Linked DNA regions of Sus scrofa: all the other regions are linked to region 3. A link is a contact called in public HiChIP or PLAC-seq and promoter capture Hi-C data. All regions are on one chromosome and are shown on one strand. Each heading gives the region's core, a stretch centred on a gene start, on an enhancer-like site or on the middle of the called end of the contact. The rest is flanking DNA. Distances are from core to core; before and after follow the strand shown.

Region 1 (4,087 bases), core at 1,353-3,852, 170 kb before region 3:
GAGTACAATAAACACCTCAGACATGTACCCCTTCCAGGAAGCTACCAGTAGACTGACTTCAGCAAATAAGAGCGTAAACCAAAAAGGGATTCCAGGGAGTCCTGTTGTGGCGCAATGCGAACGAATCCAACACGTATCCACGAGGACTCAGTTCGATCCCAAGGCCCTGCTCAGTGGGTCAAGAATCCAGCACTGCCAGGAGCTGTGGTGTAGGCAGCAGACAAGGCTCTGAAAATGATATAGCACTTATGGCTTGAACCTAGCCTAAAGCCGGATTGGGACTTGAACCCACAGGTTTTAAATCAGAATCACCCGGTGTCTGGACTCACTGAGGTCCAGGTTCTTTGTGCCTCCACAGGAGGAATTTGGCCAGAGACAGAGTGATGGCAAGAAACAGATTAATTAAGATGCAACGCTTATGACGGAGTTCCCATTGTGGTGCAGGGGAAATGAATCCAACTGGGAACCATGAGGTTGCAGCTTCAATCCCTGGCCTCGCTCAGTGGGTTGAGGATCCAGCGTTGCTATGAGCTGTGGTGTGGGTCACAGACATGGCTCAGATCAGGAGTGGCTGTGGCTGTGGCGTAGGCCGGCAGCTGCAGCTTCATATCTCTGTGGCTGACTCCAGGGTCGTCTTTTTTTTTTGTCTTTTGTTTTTTTAGGGCCGCCCCTGTGGCATATGGAGGTTCCCAGGCTGGGGGTCTAATCTGAGCTATAGCTGCTGGCCTACACCACAGCCACAACAATGCGGGATCCAGAGCCACATCTGTGACCCACAGCACAACTCACAGCAACACCAGATCCTTAATGCACTGAGCAAGGCCAGGGATTGAACCCCAAACTTCATGGCTCCTAGTCGGATTTGTTTCCGCTGTGCCAGGATGGGGACTCCATCCAGGCTCTTTCTTTAGTCTTGAAACTGGACAGGCATGGGGCCTTGCAGGCCTGCAGTGTGCAGCCCAACAGTGGTCGGTCCCAGGAACTTCCCCAAGTCGTGGGGCGTGACCATCCTCTTGCACCCCATTTCCCCACAACATTTTTATGTATTTTTAATTTTTTTTTTTTGCTTTTATTTTTAGGGCCGCACCTGTGGCATATGGAAGTTCTGAGGGTAGGCATCAAATTGGAGCTGCAGCTGCCAGCCTACACCACAGCAAGCTGGATCTGAGCCTCATCTGCAACCTACACCACAGCTCAGGGCAATGAGGGATCCTTAACCCACTCAGCGAGGCAGAGATCGACCCGCAACCTCATGGTTCCCACTGCACCATGACGGGAACTCCCTGCAATATTTTTTAAAAGGGAAGAGGAAGGTGGTGGACTTGGATTACAGAAATTTAGCCCACTTAATTCTTGGGGAAGAGTGCTTTTGCCTGCCCGCTTATGTCCTTCACAAGAGTCCTATATTAACAAACCCGCTTCTTACCTATCGCTTCCTCTGGTTGAATTCCCTCCACACCAAGGCATAAGGAAACTGAGCTTCAGTGACTCCTGAGATGAGCTGTATGATTTCAAACACAGTCAGGAAAATGTACCTTTGCGGGATGGGCTGGGAGTGAGGAGTTCTTTTAAGAGTCTGGTTCTCTTTGAGCTCACTGGGAAGCCTATAAAAATGTCTAAAATTAATACATCAAAAACTAGCACTTCCAGGAGTTCTCATTGTGGTTCGTTGGTAACAAACCCAACTAGTATCTATGAGGATGCAGGTTCCACCTCTGGCCTCATTCAGTGGGTTAAGGAGTCAGTGTTGCCACAAGCTGTGGCATAGGTTACAGATGCTGCTCTGATCTGGTGTTGCTATGGCTGTGGCATAGGTAGGCAGTGGCAGCGCCGATTGGACCCCTAGCCTGGGAACTTCTATATGCGAAGGGTGCAGCCCTAAAAAAGAAAAAACCAGCACTTCCAGGAGTTATCTTGTGGCACAGAGGGTTAAGGATCCAGCATTGACACTACAGCGGCTCGGGTCACTGCTGTGGCCCGGGTTCATTCCTTGGCCCAGGAACCTCCATATGCTGCAGGTGCAGCCAAACCACACTCCCTCCCCCACCCCCAGCACTCTCTGCTCTCAGGTTTAGAAAGAGGTTGCTGTCCAGGAAAAGATATTAGGGTTGGAAATATTCGCCTCTGGGCAGACTGGCGTAGGACCAATGTTTTTCCCTAAGTCTTCAGTTCTGCGTCAATTAAAACCATGCACTGGGGTTTGTTTGATCCTTGCCAGGAGGAGTGGATTAAAGATCCCACTGCTGCAGCTGTGGAGTAGGTCGCCGCTGAGGCTCGGTTTCCATTCCTGGCCCAGGAACTTCCATAAGCCACGCGTACGGCCGAGAAAAAAAAAAAAAAAAAATGCACTGGCCTTACTCTTATTTTAAAGTAACTCAAATCAAAAGTGTTGGCTGTGACGTCGACTCATCTCTGAACCCTTCCGTCTCCACGGCTGTGACTAAGATTCATCTCGGAACCAATCATGTCTCCACGGCAACCGAACGCGTTTCCGAACCTGGCTGCGTGCGCCACGTAAGGCCAGCGAGGGCGACGCACTCCCAGTTCAGGCCACGCCCCTTCGCGGCGAGGTCGTGGCCGCCTGGTCCGCGCGTCCGGGCCCGCGCGTGCGCGTCTTCGGTAGCTGGGGAGGCCTGGGGCCGTAGTGTCCGCAGGCCCTCCCGGGCACGGGCGCCACGGTGGTGACAGCCCGGAGAGGCGCCGCAGCCCGCAGTCCGCCCCCTCTCCGACGTGCGCGCGCGCCGGCGGACGTGGTCGCGTCCCCTGTCTGGGGCGGCGCAGAGCCCACCCGAATCCTTCCCGCGGAAGCAAGGATGGAGGCCCCTCAGGCTGTCGGGGCGGGGCTGGGTCCGTAGATCCTGCCCACACGCGCACTACGTCACGGCGCCGCGTAGCCTCCTGGGAGTTGTGGTTCAGGCCTGCCCCCCCCGCCGCTGTCTCGGAGCTGCGGACTACAAGTCCCGGCAGGGCTCGCGGCGGCCCTAGACCCTGAAGCGCCGGGGGCTTCGGGTGGCTTCGGCCGGGGGGCTCGGGCTCGGGCTCGGCGCGGCGTGGCGCGGCGGCCTGGCTGGTGGCGGGTTCTGAGCAGTCGAAGCCCGCCGGCCAGGCGTCACACACACTGAGGTCGAAGCTGGCCGGCTGACAGACTCGGCGCTCCTCAGGCCCCCGGAGCCCCTGCGCGGAGCGGGCGGGACGCAAACTTCCGGGCAAGTGAAGGGGTCGACTGGGGCATTGGGACTGGGGCCATGGTCCGGCAGCGGCGAGGGCGGCTTCTCAAAGAAGGGGGACGAATGACAGGGGCGGGGCGCACCCGAGCGAGTGAGGAAGGGTCAGTTAAGGGTGGGCGACCGGCCTGGCCTGTCCGGCCGCGCCCCCCAGGGTGCAGCGCGGGGCCCTGACGTCTGCAGAGCCGAGTCAATCTTCGGCCCCACTCCCGGCGGCCCCAGACCCCAGGGAGCCCTGCAGGGCCGGAGGCAGCCCCCTGGGGCAGCTCCAGGGAATGGGCACGTATATAACGGGGTACTAATTGCGTCTTGGCCTCTTCCCCCCCCCCCGCCCCGCAGGGTCAGATGGCTTAGGGCTTTCGCTGAAGTTCAGCAGGGCTAGAGGCCCTTCCTCACGTCTCCAGGCATCAGAGCTGTAGCGCACTAGTTTCAAGGCGGGGGTGGGGGGGGAGCGACCGTACAGCCAGACAGGTGAGCTGTTGACGAGCTTGGATTCCTTCTGATGCCATGTCAGAGGGGCTTGGGCTTGTTTTTGAGCGTGTATGTGTGTAAGTAAATAATCCTCTCTCTGAGCTCAGAATCAATTGAAGCAGGCAAAGGTACCAGATAGGCTCCCGGGGGGCACCCGCCAGGCTGGGGATGAGGCAGTCTGGTAGTGGGAGCCCTGGCAAACCTGGCCCTTCCTGGCAGGTCCCCTCCTCTGGCCATTTCCCTCTGGCCTGTTGCTCCAGGTGCAACAAGTATCTGAATGCCATGCTCCCGCCCAGGGTAGGTCCTGTGCGGTGCTTGGGTGCCTGAGGGCTCCCATCTGGGTGGCCAGAATTCAGGTGATGCCCACCCTGTACTTCCTGGGGGTCTCCCTC
Region 2 (4,084 bases), core at 976-3,475, 140 kb before region 3:
TAATGAAATGTGAAAAATTAGTCCAAATGCACTAATGATTTTAGAGTCAAAATACTTTCTTTATTCTCCGCGGAGATATGGTCGTCTACACACATTTTTAGTATGTTATCAATCTGTCTTCAAGGTAAACTGAGCATTTGAATGTTTCGTTAATTTTTAGAAGAGACTTTGGGCTCACCTGTGACATTTGGAAGTACAAAAGAACTTCACCGAAGAAGCGTTGTTCTAATGGAAAAATGAGGGCAAAGAAATTAAATCTTCTTTTAAAAAACTTAACTTAAAAAACATAGCTTACATTTTTTAAGCGTTTTATCTCTGCTTTTTCCTCTTGTTCTTTCCGTCGTTTCTTTTCCTGAAGAATTTCATCTAAAGTTTTCACTTTCCAAGAGTCCTTTTCATCACCCATTTGACTTAAAACACTGCAGGAAGAAAAAGAACTCAATTGGTGTCAGGACACAGCCAGCTGTGGTTCAACGAGAAGCGGAACACTTGTGCCCGTGCCTTCTGAGCCCTCAGTACACATGTTCGCTAAGAGTGATGGGCCCTACAGAGTTCCCGCTGTGGCTCAGCGGGTTAAGAATCCAACTAGTATCCATGAGGAAGCGGGTTCGAGCCCTGGCCTTGCTCACTGGGTTAAGGATCTGGTGTCGCCAGGAACTGTGGTGTAGGTCGCAGACGTGGCTCGGATCCTGCGTTGCTGTGGCTGTGGTGTAGGCCGGCAGCTGCGGCTTCAGTTGACCCCTAGCCTGGGAACTTCCATATGCAGCGGGTTTGGCCATAAAAAGCAAAAAAAAAAAAGTGATTGGCCGTGGAGGATGACTGCCTGGATTCCAGTCATTTTTCTCTCATAGCCACATAGCTGTATGTCTAGGGCCAGTTACTTCACATCAGTTTATCATTTGATAAATGGTAAGAAAACCACCTGCAAGACAGCATCATCTGGGGATGAAATAGGACCATCCAGGTGAAGCTTACAGCTCAGCACATGGCCTTCCCCATGCACTGTTTTTGCCCTCAGGAGACTGTTGTTAGACCACCTGGGTTGGGGTGAGGACTCAGCTAACCCCTATTAGGTTTTTCTGCTTAGCCGACAGAAGGTGTGACCAGCTTGATAGTCTCCCCACAGGCTCGGCTTGTCCTGAGAACATTCCACAGCAATTTGCTATCATTCCTGTGACCTTTAGAGTATCCTGTCTCCAGGACTGAGTCACCTGGGGAAGGCCAAGGACTCAGCAGCTCTGCCTGCTCCCAGGATGAGGAGTTTGGCAGACTCTTTGTCACCATCCCCATCCCACACCCCCTTGTCACAGAAGAAACAACAGCCAGGGCACTTTCTAGGGTAGTGACTGTGCTAAGCCAGTGGTGAGCCCCTTAGATTCCCAGTCTCAGCCAACCTCCCTGATTTGCATCTCAGCTTTGACTTTAACACTTCCTAGAATGGGGCCCTGGGCTTCCTTTGCAAAAGCTCCTGGCCCCCAGTCATTGCCCAGCATTCAGAAAGAGCCAAGGGGGATCCCCCTCTGGCACATGGCTATGATGTCCGACAGGGGCCTGGCTCCAGGAAAAATGCAGACAAGCTCTACTCACAGACCTCTGCTCTCCTGAGATTGAGGCCCCGGGCTTACAGTTTGGAATACAACCAGTGAAGGGTTTTTTATCGTTTGTATTTTTTTAAAGTAAACTTGATACTTTCATTGCTAATTTAAAAATAAGTGGCTTTATACTCATTGTGAAAACAAAAACAAAAACAAAAACAGGCCACCTGGGCTGCGCGAGCCTCTGGCCGACTCGACGGCTGCTGCCCCATTACAGGACACGGGGAGGCTGGGGATGGGGGGCTCCAAAGGCGCGCTCGCAGACCGGGCGGCGGGGTCCTGGCTTCTGGGGTTCAGTCGCGTTAACCCGGGGTTCGACACGGCAGGGGTGGGCTCAGGGAGAGTCTTGGCCCGCCGCCTCCTCAACCCCGAGTTCCGCCCGCGGCCCGATGGGACGAGGAAGCGCGGCATGTAGACCGCCCCGGTCACGCGCCCCAGGCCCACCGGGACCCGAGAGCTCGGGTGAGCTGGTCGCGCCAAGTCCCCCTGCCCGCCCCGCCCCGCCACTCACCCGCCGCCGCCGCCGCCGCCGCCGATCCCGGAGCCTGAGAAGAAACAGCGCCCGGCGCGCGCCAGAATGGTCGTCACTTCCTGTTTCGGCGCGGGGATGATGACGTAGGAGGGCAGGCCCCCGCCGCCGGCTCAGGACCCAGCGGGGTACCCAGCGGGGTGCCCAGCGCGCGCCTGCGCGTCACGGCCCGCGTCGACGCCCACCGGTGACGACACCCGGGCCCTGGCCCGGCCCGGCGCGGCTGCGGCGGCTCGTCCCTCCCTGATCCTGGGCGAGCGCGGCGCTCGGGAAGGACCCTGAGTGCTGCTGTAGCGGACTCCGAGTTTTCCGATATGGAGACAGAAGTCTTGCTCGACCTCGCGCAAAACCGGGGCGAGGAGTTTCCCTGTGACGCAGCGGGTTAAGGACCCGGCGTTGTCGCCGGTGTGGCTGCCGGTTGGACCCCCGCGGGGAACGTCCACGTGCCGCAGGCCTGCCGGAGCAAGGACGTGTTTTAAAGCTGGGCTGCGGCTGGGGGTCCTCAGACCTCTTACTCAGATCGGCTTGAGAAGGTTTTTAAAGCCCTGAGATCCCAAGGCTCCTCCTGTGACCAGCTGAAGCTCGTAGAATGCCGTCCTCTTGCCCAGCTCATTACTCTGCAGACTTTTGTGGTCACGGAGAAATGGTAGCTCGACATTTTGGATCTCAGATCTCAAGAAAGGGAATGAAAAACAAACATTCACATTCACTGTCTCGGCGCGGGCAATGTAGACTGTGACGAGGGATTCAGGCCCAAAAAGGGCTCGTGGGCTTGAATTCTCTCCCCTCTGGGAGGGGGTGTTTGCTTGGTTTCCTGAGTTTCTGCAGACAGGGGAACAAACCTTCACTTTTTTCACTCCTTTCATGCTGAAAAGGGGTGAGGGCAGTAAGGAAGCCCCCTTGTTCATTTCAGTAGGGCAAGCATTTGAGAACTACACAAAGAAAAGAAGTACACATTTAACATTTATTTTACTTTTGCAGACCAAGAGCCTTAGATAGTTGCTTAATTTAGTGGCTTACTTCAGACAAAAATAGCCGGGAGGCATCCACAGGATTAATTACAGAGCATCGAGGTATTACTATGGCAGAATTTGCAGTGACTTGAGTTACTTAACAACTACTTTCTGGAAAGAATTGATTTAATCACATAAATACTGAAACAGGTGAAATATAAACCACAGACATCCTGTACAATGTACTTTTAGTTCTCCACAGTTTTGTTTGGTATAAAGCAAATATAATTTGGTTCTGATACAGACAATTACTGGTACAATTTTCAAGTTTCTCAGTGTGGGAGTCACCCTCACTGTGGCCTCCACAGCAGGGCGCCCACAACACACCCTGGCAGGTCCAGACTCAACTCGTACATCTGCAGTCTAGAAACAGCACATGGGTTGGAATGCCAGTTTTCCTCAAATAGAAACTGAAAAACACACAAAGACTTCGCTAATAAGAACAGTTTCCGCCTCAGTTTGGACATCTAGGTATGGATTCAATGGCCATCAAACTCCAAATTGGAGCCCTCGGCAGAACAGGAAGAAGTACTTCAGAGGCAGCAAGCTGGAGGGTTTTACACCCCAAACTGCCCGGGGAATAGCCAACCCTTGGTCAGCACAACCTCCCGACTGCTCTTGGCTCCTCAGCAGAGGCAGAAAAACAGGTAGATCCACCAGGGTTGCTGTGAGGATAAACTCGGAAAAGGAAGAGGTCCCAGAGCTCCCTTGTGGTGCAGAGGGTGAAGGATCCGGCGTTGTCACTGCAGCAGCTTGGGTCCCTGCTGTGGCACGGGTTCAATTCCCGACCCAGGAATTTCCCCATGCTGTTGGGTGTGGCCAAAAAGAATAAGAAGGGGACGAGGAAGAAGAGAAGCAGGAGGAGGAGGAGGCGGAGGTCCCGACCGGGGCACATACACATTTTGGAAAAGAACGGAGCCTTTAGTGACGACACTGGTCAAAAGCAA
Region 3 (4,125 bases), core at 326-2,825:
TTCTCCACCCAGGGCCATCCTAACCTTGCTTCCAGTAAGTGCGCCTCCAGGCCCTGGAGTACGAGGGCGAGGACGAGGAAGGGGGCTGGGCGGAAGGTAGGTGATCAGAGCCCGAGTTCCCGTGGGCCTCCAGAGGCAGGCTTGGCCAGTAGAACGGGCCACACAGCCAGGAGGCTCCCGGTCCTTCTCTCAGCACAACTCCCTGGGTGGCGCACCCACCCATGGCTCCCTGGCAGGGGCAGGCCTGTTGGGGGCACGGGAGAGCAGGGGCACAGTTCGATGGGGGGTGCCCAGGGAGGTGACAGTCAAGCAGACCCCAGGGCAGGCAGCCTCAGAGCCCAGGAAGGGGCCAGGCCGAGGTGGACGTGGCCAGGGTAGTCAGGGCCCCAGAGCCCAGGACTGGTGTGGCAGGCAGAGGGCACTGCATCCGCCTTGGGAAGGGGGATGGCCTGGGCCCCCTGGCCGCCAGCCGACCTAGAAGGACCTCTGCACACCTTCCCCTGGGCAGTGGAAGCAGCAGCCCCTCTCTCTCCAAGGGCATGACATGTCCCTTGTCCCCAAGCCCCCCATCATGCTGACCTTCAAGCCTGTACCCACCTTTGGTCCTGAACCAGTCATCCCTCGTGGGGGACACCAAAACGTGGGGGGGCCATGGCCATGGGGCTTTGGGAGTGCCACGTGGGGTTGGAGGAGGGGCTGCCCCGGGGTGGGCAGCTTGTCCCCCCCCCCCAGATTTGGGGCCGACACCCTAGGGAGGTCCAAGCAGCCTCCGGGCCACTCCCAGAGGGGCAGTCCTAGGTGGGCTAGAACCCGGGACCAGGTGGCCTCAGTGGGGGCCCGACAGGGGGCCACTCTGCTCTGGGGGTCCCTGAGGAGCAGCAGCCCCTCTGCTGCAGAACCCTGACTGCGGGGTTGGAAAGCCCGCCTCCAGCAAACCTCCACGGGGGCTTTTCAGTGTCCTGCCTGGACACACACCACCTACCACACGCCACCCCCCCATACCACACCCCCCACATACCACACCCCCCCCACAACACACACACACCACATACGCCACATACCACACATGCCACATACCCCCCCACACACAACACACACATCAAAACCCACATACACACACCCCACATACACCACATACCATACCACACACACCCCACACTGCACACCACATGCCATACACCACACACACACACACACACACAAGTTGGAGCAGCCAGCACTCAGGGTAGCAGCTTAACCAGCTCATCTGTAAAGGGGTGATGACAGGCTCAGGGAATGAGCAGACCCTGGGCCTCAGGCTCAGCCGGATGCAGCCAGGCCGCTGGGGCTCCTGCTGGGCCAGCCTCCTGCCCCCAGCTTCGCAGCCACGTGCACCCGAGACCCCAGCATGGTTCTGAGAGGCCTGGGCTCGGCTTTCCCGCAGCCCTGGAGGCAGGCTCTGGGGGCCCACGGGCCCTGCTGGCACGACCCGAGCAGAGGAAGGGCTGTCACCTGGCCGTCAGGAGGGGAGGCTTCGGGACAGGGAAAAGGCAGTGGGGCGGCCCCCAGGCCGACCTGCCGCCGGTCCAAGGCCCTCAGGGCCGGGTTCTGGCTCCCCCGCCGAGGCTGGGCAGCTCCGCCTGAAACCGGATGCTGGGGGCAGAGCCGGCACGCAGGGCGGAGGGCGGCAGGTCTGCTCCGCCCGCCCCCGCAGCGGCTCCAGGGCCTCTCAGGCGGGCACCGAGGGCGCCCCGAGGGGCAGCCAGCGCGGCCGCCCGCCCAGCCCCCAGCCCCATTTCCTCTCCCGGGCTGGGCGGCGCCCTTGGCAGGGAGGCCGCAATTGTTCGGCGCCGGCGCTTCCCCCAGCTGCCTGCACAAGGCCAGGCCGCCGCCGCCCGCCCAGTCCGGAGTGCAGCCGCCAGAAACGCCCTCGCACATCCCGGGCCGGGCGGGAGCGCGGAGACCAGGACGGAGGGCGGGAGGCAGAGACCCCCGCGCCAGCGCAGCGGGGGGGACGATGGGGGGGCGGGGGGCGGGGGCGGGGCCGCGGGGAGGGCGGGGGCGGGGCCGCGGGGAGGGCGGGCCCTGGGGCCCCCCACCCCCTTCTCCCCAGCCCGGCCTCAGGTGCCACCTAGAGGCCTGGGCACAGACTCAGGGAGGAGTCCCTGTTGCCAGGAAGCTGGGACCCAACCCTCGCTGGCCCAGCGTACCCGGGCAGCAGGCTGGCTTGACAGAGGGTTCTGCCTGCACCTGCAGCGGCAGAGTAGGGGAGGCCCGGGCCGCTGCAGACAGGGGCAGGGGCTGGGGGCTGGGGCGGGTAGCTACAGGAACCATTGGGAGGGGAGGGCGCTGCTGGCAGGCCGCTGGACCCAGCCCCACCTCCCACTGCTTAGGGGAGGCTGCTCCTGCTGTTCTAGGGATGCCTCTCCCCGCAGGTGGAGCCGTGGGACTCGGCTCCGCCAGCACCTGCCAGATAAAGAGCTTGCACCTGTGACCTCAGCGGCGGGGAGGGAGCCGGGCGACGGCGCAGGGGCTGCCTGTGGCGCACTGCCCTGTCCAGACAGCAGGGGCCGCCTGGGGAGGCCCCAGAGCCTGACTGGTGCTCAGGCCAGGAAGCTGGCCTGGGGTCACCTGATACGAAGTCGCCTCCCAGGGCCATTTCCTGCAGGCAGGCAGCCACTGAGCAGACGGGAAGGGATGTGGGTCCGCAAGGCCGCCAGGCCCAGAGCTGCCCTCCCGCTTCGGGACCACTGCCAGGCCACATTACATGCCATACCGTGTCGTGAACCGCCGCAGGACACCTGCCCCCCCAGGCCACCCAGGTGTTGACACGGGGGCATAGCCCAGCCCCCAGAGTGCTTGGCAGGAAGGGCTCTTTCCTCTGGGTCTGCATCCTGGTCATTGTCCTGATGACCCCGAGGTCCCTTTTAGGGACCTACCTGGAGGGACTGTCCGTTCCAACAGAAAGACCCCACCATGCTGGCCCACCCGGGAGGGGGCAAGGACTCAGCCCCAGTTCATCTCAGGGCCTGAATCTCTCTCAGGAAATCCTTGCCCATAGGGCAGCCCACCGCCCTCATCAGACGGGGGGCCTCCTCGAACAGTCCTGCTGACTCGGAGCTTCCCCAGACAAGCTGCTGCCTCATCACCCACTTTGGCGTTACCTCCTGAGAAAATACATGTCTCGTGCAGTTTACCACTAACCCTCCGGAAGGATACAGTTCAGTGGCATTTGCTGTGTTCACACTTTTGTGCAGCCACCGCCTGCATCCAGCTTGGAATCTCTTGTCACCTGGAAAGGCAATTCCCCCCCCCACCTCCGTGGAGGAGTCTCTTCCCTGCCGCCACCCCCAGGCGGCTCTCTGTCCCCATGGATTTGCTGTTCCAGGTACTTCACACAAGCAGAATCACACGACCTGTGTCCCTCTGAGGCTGCTTCTCTCACTGAGCATCTTGTTCTCAAGGATCAACCGTGTTGGAGTGAGTGTCAGCGCCTCGGTCGGCATGATCCACGGCGCGCCCGTACGTGGGTGTTTATCATTCATCCACAGAGGGGCTTGCGGGCTGCTCTCCCTCGTGGCTGCTGTGAACAGCACCGCTGTGAACATGAGTGTACAGGGTTTGTTTGAACATCTGTTTTCCACGCTGTTGGATGTTTACCGAGGAGCGGGATTGCTAGGGCACATGGTGACTCTGTGTTTAATCTGAAGACCTGCCAAGCTGTTTCCTCCAGCAGCTGAACCATCTAACCTTCCCACCATCAATGCTCCACAGCCACATGGAGACTAGTTACCATCTTCCTTCCTTTCTTTTCCCGTTTTGGGGCCACATAAAGAGAATACACCTGAGGCATAGGGAAGTTCCCAGGCTACGGGTTGAATCGGGTTGAATCGGAGCTGCAACTGCCGGCCTATGCCATAGCCAGGCCAGATCTGAGCTGCGTCTGCAACCTACACCATAGCTCACAGCAATGCCGGATCCTTAACCCACCGAGCGAGGCCAGGGATCGAACCCACGTCCTCACAAATCCTAGTTGGGTTGTTACCACTGAGCCATAACGGGAACACCCCGTCTGTCTTTCTGATTCTAGCCACTCCAGCAAGTGGGAAGTGGCCTCTCATTTGCTTTGCCTGCTCTGGTTAGTGA
Region 4 (4,187 bases), core at 593-3,092, 200 kb before region 3:
GGCCAATGAGTTGGTCTTCTGGTATGTGCAGCAAAAGGAGGGGGCGAGGGAATGGCGGTGCTCCGACGTGGATCCAGGCTGGCTGAGAAGTGAGGACACGAAGGGACGGTGGCAGTGGAAAGGTACCGTGTGCGCTGAACTGGAGATCCCAGTGGAGTGGAAGAAATGTCGCTGGGGCCAGAGGGTGGTAGAGCGGGATGCTTGAAACTGGGTGTAGAGGGAGCTGCCTTCTGAATGCCTGGAGGCTAGGCGTAACCGTAGGCACCGATGGTAGCAGATGGTAGCAGACCGTCTCGCTGTTGGAGAGGGGAAAGCTCTGAAGCCGGGGCAGTGAAGGACCATCTTCACTGATAGTCGGTTGTCCTAACATTGCTCCGGATGTTTTCATGGAGAGAAAGGTTGAGGACCAGGCACTCAGACTGTTTAAGTCAGGACCCTTGGGCCTGGTGTGAGGGAGGCCGGTGCAGGATTATAGCAAGGAAGTGTTTACTTGGAAGGACTTGGGGGTGTGAGGGATGAGTGAGGACCAATGAGGGCGTCCTCCCCTCCCACTCTCTGTATTTAAACACACACAGAACGCAACGTCCAGAGGGACCTACCCTGGAATGTGGCAGTGGGACCGCAACCCTAATGGCCTAGGGTTAAGGGTGCTTTATACTTATAAAGAATGCTCTTTATACCTTTTTGAATTCCTTGACTTTGTATGTTATGATGGACGTGTATTTTCTCTAACAACAACAACAAACAATAGAGGTGTTTACATTTGGAAAACAAGACGCCTCCATGGCCTCCCCAGTGTGCTCAGAAGGCATAACCTGAATTCAAAGACATTATGGCCTCACCACACCAGTACTGATCAGTACTGACCATTCCAATACCAATATAGTAGCTGTCCTACCTCACCTCTCCCTACCTCCTGTGTAGAACTTAACGTCCGCCAACTGAAAATTGCTTGTCGGTGCCTTACCTCTGTGTGTGCCCCCCAGACCTCAACTCAGTCCAAGTACTGAGATCAGATAGATGCCGCCCACTTCAAGAAAGCTCACCCATGTCCTCCTCTGCCCGCACTGGCCTTTCTGTCCTGGCTAGGGACCTTCTCTCTGGCGCTCTGTGCTGCTCTGCCCCACTGCATGCACAGACTCTGAGCTCAGAAGGGCTCAGGCCCCATTCCCAGGCGAGATGGTTTTGTTGCCTTATGTCCAGTGCATTGAGAAACGTCTCAGGAGTTCCTAAGTGGGTTAAGGACCCACTTGGCTTAATGCCCAGGAGTAGGGTGATTAGAGCATATGTTTAGGTGTACTTTTAACTTTCTAAGAAACTGCCAAATTGTTTTCAAAGCAAATGTACTGTCTCACATTCCCGTGTGCAGTGTCCCACTTTCTCTACATCCTTGATGGCACTTGATGTGATTAGTCTTTTTAGTTTTAAATTTTTTAAGATCAATTTGTGTGTGTGTGTGTGTGTGTGTGTGTATTTCACAAGTATAATTTTGGAAGGGCTGTTTGACAAATTTATGCATTACTGCCAAATCTGTAGACATGCTCACCACCACCACTAACAAAAACACACATTTGCTCTTGGCTTTTTTAAAACACGTAAGTATGGGGAGTTCCTGTTGTGGCGCAGCGGAAATGAATCCGACTAGGAACCACGAGGTTGCAGGTTCAATCGCTGGCCTCGCTCAGTGGGTTGAGGATCTGGCGTTGCCCTGAGCTGTGATGTAGGTCACAGACGCCGCTCAGATCTGGTGTTGCTGTGGCTGTGGCGTAGGCCAGCAGCAACAGTTCCGATTAGACCCCTAGCCTGGGAACCATATGCCGAGGGTGCAGCCCTAAAAAGACAAAAGACAAAAAAAAAAAAAAAAAAAACAAAAAAAAACAGGCAAGCGTCCCATTGCATCACACACAGAGATGCGGTAACAGATCTGAGAACATAATTAAACAGTTGATCTTTCTTTCACATGATGTGTACTTGATAACATAATAAAAATATAATTATTGGTTTACATGAGTATCAGTGATTTGCAGAATAAAACCCATAGACCATAGACCCACCAACTTTTAGGGGCAGAAACGAGTAAAAAGGTATTAAAAAATAGCATTTTGACGTTCCTGGTGTGGCTCAGCAGTACAAACCTGACTAGTATCCCTGAGGTTTCCAGTTTCATCCCAGGCCCCAACTGGTAGGTTAAGGATCTGGCATTGCCGGCAGCTGTAGTTCCGATTCAAACCCTGGCCTGGGAGGTTCCATATGCCACAGTGCGACCCTGAAAAAAGAAAATTAAAAATGGGTCTTAACCGTGGTATCCTGGGAAGGATCTGAAAAGATTGGTAATTCATCGGTCCTAGGTAACATTTAGTGAATGCCATGGGGGACTCAAGAAATAAGCAGGGTGCTGGGCGGTGGGGGTGGGGCAAGATAAGTGGGCAAGGAAAATGAAAAATGGAAGAGAAGTGTCTGAATTTGGGCAAGTGTGAAAAGGCCACCACAGAAACTGCTTTAGTTGCCGCACAGACGTTCTATACACGACCTGCTCCTGGACCACCGAACGCCCGGTGTGGAGGACGATTTAAGTAGAGCTCACATGTCAGCATTGAGAAAACCTCACTTATTTGCATCGAGAAAAACAACTTGTCTGATTTGTAAAAAGCGTCATTAAGTATTCAGAGGTAGAAGTTCCCGTCATGGCAAGTCGGTAACTCTAATTGTTTTAGTCAGATGTGGCCTTTAAATTTGAAATGTTTCTCCTGAAGAATTTTAAAAAATATTTTTGTTTGTCTTTTTAGGGCTGCACCTGTGGCATACGGAGGTTCCCAGGCTAGGGGTCGAATCAGAGCTGTAGCTGCTGGCCTACACCACAGCCACAGCAATGCAGGATCCAAGCCGAGTCTACGACCTACACCACAGCTCATGGCAACACTGGATCCTTAATCCATTAAGCAAGGCCAGGAATCAAACCTGTATCCTCATGGATACGAGTCAGATTCATTTCCGCTGAGCCAAGATGGGAACTCCATGAAGATATTCTAAAATAAGAGAAACTTATGTATCTGACTATGATAAAATATTTAAATAAGCCTAGAAAAAAAGAAATATTTCTCAAAACTGTCCTATCAAATAGGAGCTATTAGACATTAGCTATGAAACAGGTACTTTATTTCAGCCTTTAGCTAATTTTCATGAAATATTTGTTATCTCCAACTTCAGTTTATTCTTAAGTCATTTATAATAAGACAATGGGGACTTCCTGTCATGGTTCAGAGGCTAATGAATCCGACTAGGAACCATGAGGTTTCGGGTTTGATCCCTGCCCTTGCTCAGTGGGTTAAGGATCCGGCGTTGCCGTGAGCTGTGGTGTAGGTTGCAGACTCGGCTCGGATCCTGCGTTGCTGTGGCTCTGGCGTAGGCCAGTGGCTTGCAGCTCCGATTAGACCCCTAGCCTGGGAATCTCCGTATGCCGCAGGAGTGGCCGTAGACAAGGCAAAAGACAAAATAAATAAGACAATGATTACACGTGGCCATGTCTCCAGAGTTCCTGCTGTGGTGCAGTGAGTTCATGATCTGGCTTGTGTCTGTGGCGTTTCTGGTTCAATCCCCAGCACAGCACTGTGGGCTAAGGATCCAGTGTTGCCACAGCTGTGGCATAGATTGCAGCAACAGCTCGGATTCCACCCCTGGCCCAGGAACTTCCTTATGCTGTGGGTGCAGCCGAAAAAGCAGACAAAAAAGTAAAAGCGAAACAAAGTGAAAAGCACCAGTGAGCTGCGGGACAACCTCCAGCAACTGATACGTGTGTCATCGCGTCCCAGAGGGTGAGTGTGCGCTCTGGCTAGAGACACTGCTCCTGGCCAGGCTTGAACTCAGGATTAGTGGTGCCTCTAATCCTTTTTGCCTGGTCTTTTCTTGGCCTGGTGATGGCCTCACACACTCGCTGCTCCGTCCTAAGCTGCACTTCTTTCTGTCTCTGCGTCAGTGGTCTTCCGTGCAAACTGCAGCTGTCTTGGTCCCAGACCCTCAACTCAGGAGAGTCCTGAGCTCTCCCTGACCCTCCATCTGCATCCTGAAACCTCTCCAGACAACAAGCTGGAAAAGTCACAGAACTCAGTTCACTTCCTTTCTCTCAGCGGTCCTGGCTTCCATCGCATTGCGCCTGATATATTTCGAACTGTTGTTTCATGTAACAGCTA

The links. Promoter capture Hi-C pulls out the DNA fragments that hold promoters and counts their contacts. HiChIP or PLAC-seq counts read pairs in DNA pulled down with a chosen protein or histone mark.
Region 1: a contact with region 3 is called in an H3K27ac HiChIP or PLAC-seq map of alveolar macrophages. The contact joins the promoter of MIB2 here to the promoter of GNB1 in region 3. A contact is called at or near these places in 10 of 47 Hi-C or Micro-C datasets (blood, embryonic fibroblasts, heart right ventricle and 6 more) and 2 of 2 datasets of contacts at active chromatin or transcription factors (alveolar macrophages and skeletal muscle).
Region 2: a contact with region 3 is called in a promoter capture Hi-C map of liver, with 5 times the contacts expected there. The contact joins the promoter of CDK11B here to the promoter of GNB1 in region 3. A contact is called at or near these places in 2 of 5 promoter capture datasets (fetal liver and liver), 1 of 47 Hi-C or Micro-C datasets (embryonic fibroblasts) and 2 of 2 datasets of contacts at active chromatin or transcription factors (alveolar macrophages and skeletal muscle).
Region 4: an H3K27ac HiChIP or PLAC-seq map of alveolar macrophages shows a contact between it and region 3. The contact joins the promoter of SSU72 here to the promoter of GNB1 in region 3. A contact is called at or near these places in 1 of 5 promoter capture datasets (fetal liver), 2 of 47 Hi-C or Micro-C datasets (embryonic fibroblasts and mesenteric adipose tissue) and 1 of 2 datasets of contacts at active chromatin or transcription factors (alveolar macrophages).

The regions. Positions count from the first base shown.
Region 1 is chr6:63,784,598-63,788,684 of Sscrofa11.1, forward strand. It overlaps MIB2 (E3 ubiquitin-protein ligase MIB2), which reads left to right and starts at 2,603. Exons shown (of 20, transcript XM_021097467.1): 1 at 2,603-3,206. It overlaps LOC102160306, which reads right to left. Exons shown (of 5, transcript XM_021097587.1): 3 at 2,498-3,223; 4 at 1,427-1,604. The coding sequence ends at 1,427.
Region 2 is chr6:63,817,735-63,821,818 of Sscrofa11.1, forward strand. CDK11B (cyclin-dependent kinase 11B) reads right to left here and starts at 2,226. Exons shown (of 19, transcript XM_021097470.1): 1 at 2,107-2,226; 2 at 296-419. The coding sequence starts at 406. It overlaps SLC35E2B (solute carrier family 35 member E2B), which reads right to left. Exons shown (of 10, transcript XM_021097474.1): 10 at 3,070-4,084.
Region 3 is chr6:63,955,939-63,960,063 of Sscrofa11.1, forward strand. It overlaps GNB1 (guanine nucleotide-binding protein G(I)/G(S)/G(T) subunit beta-1), which reads right to left and starts at 1,576. Exons shown (of 11, transcript XM_021097493.1): 1 at 1,555-1,576.
Region 4 is chr6:63,755,618-63,759,804 of Sscrofa11.1, forward strand. It overlaps SSU72 (RNA polymerase II subunit A C-terminal domain phosphatase SSU72), which reads right to left and starts at 1,843. Exons shown (of 5, transcript XM_003127502.5): 1 at 1-1,843.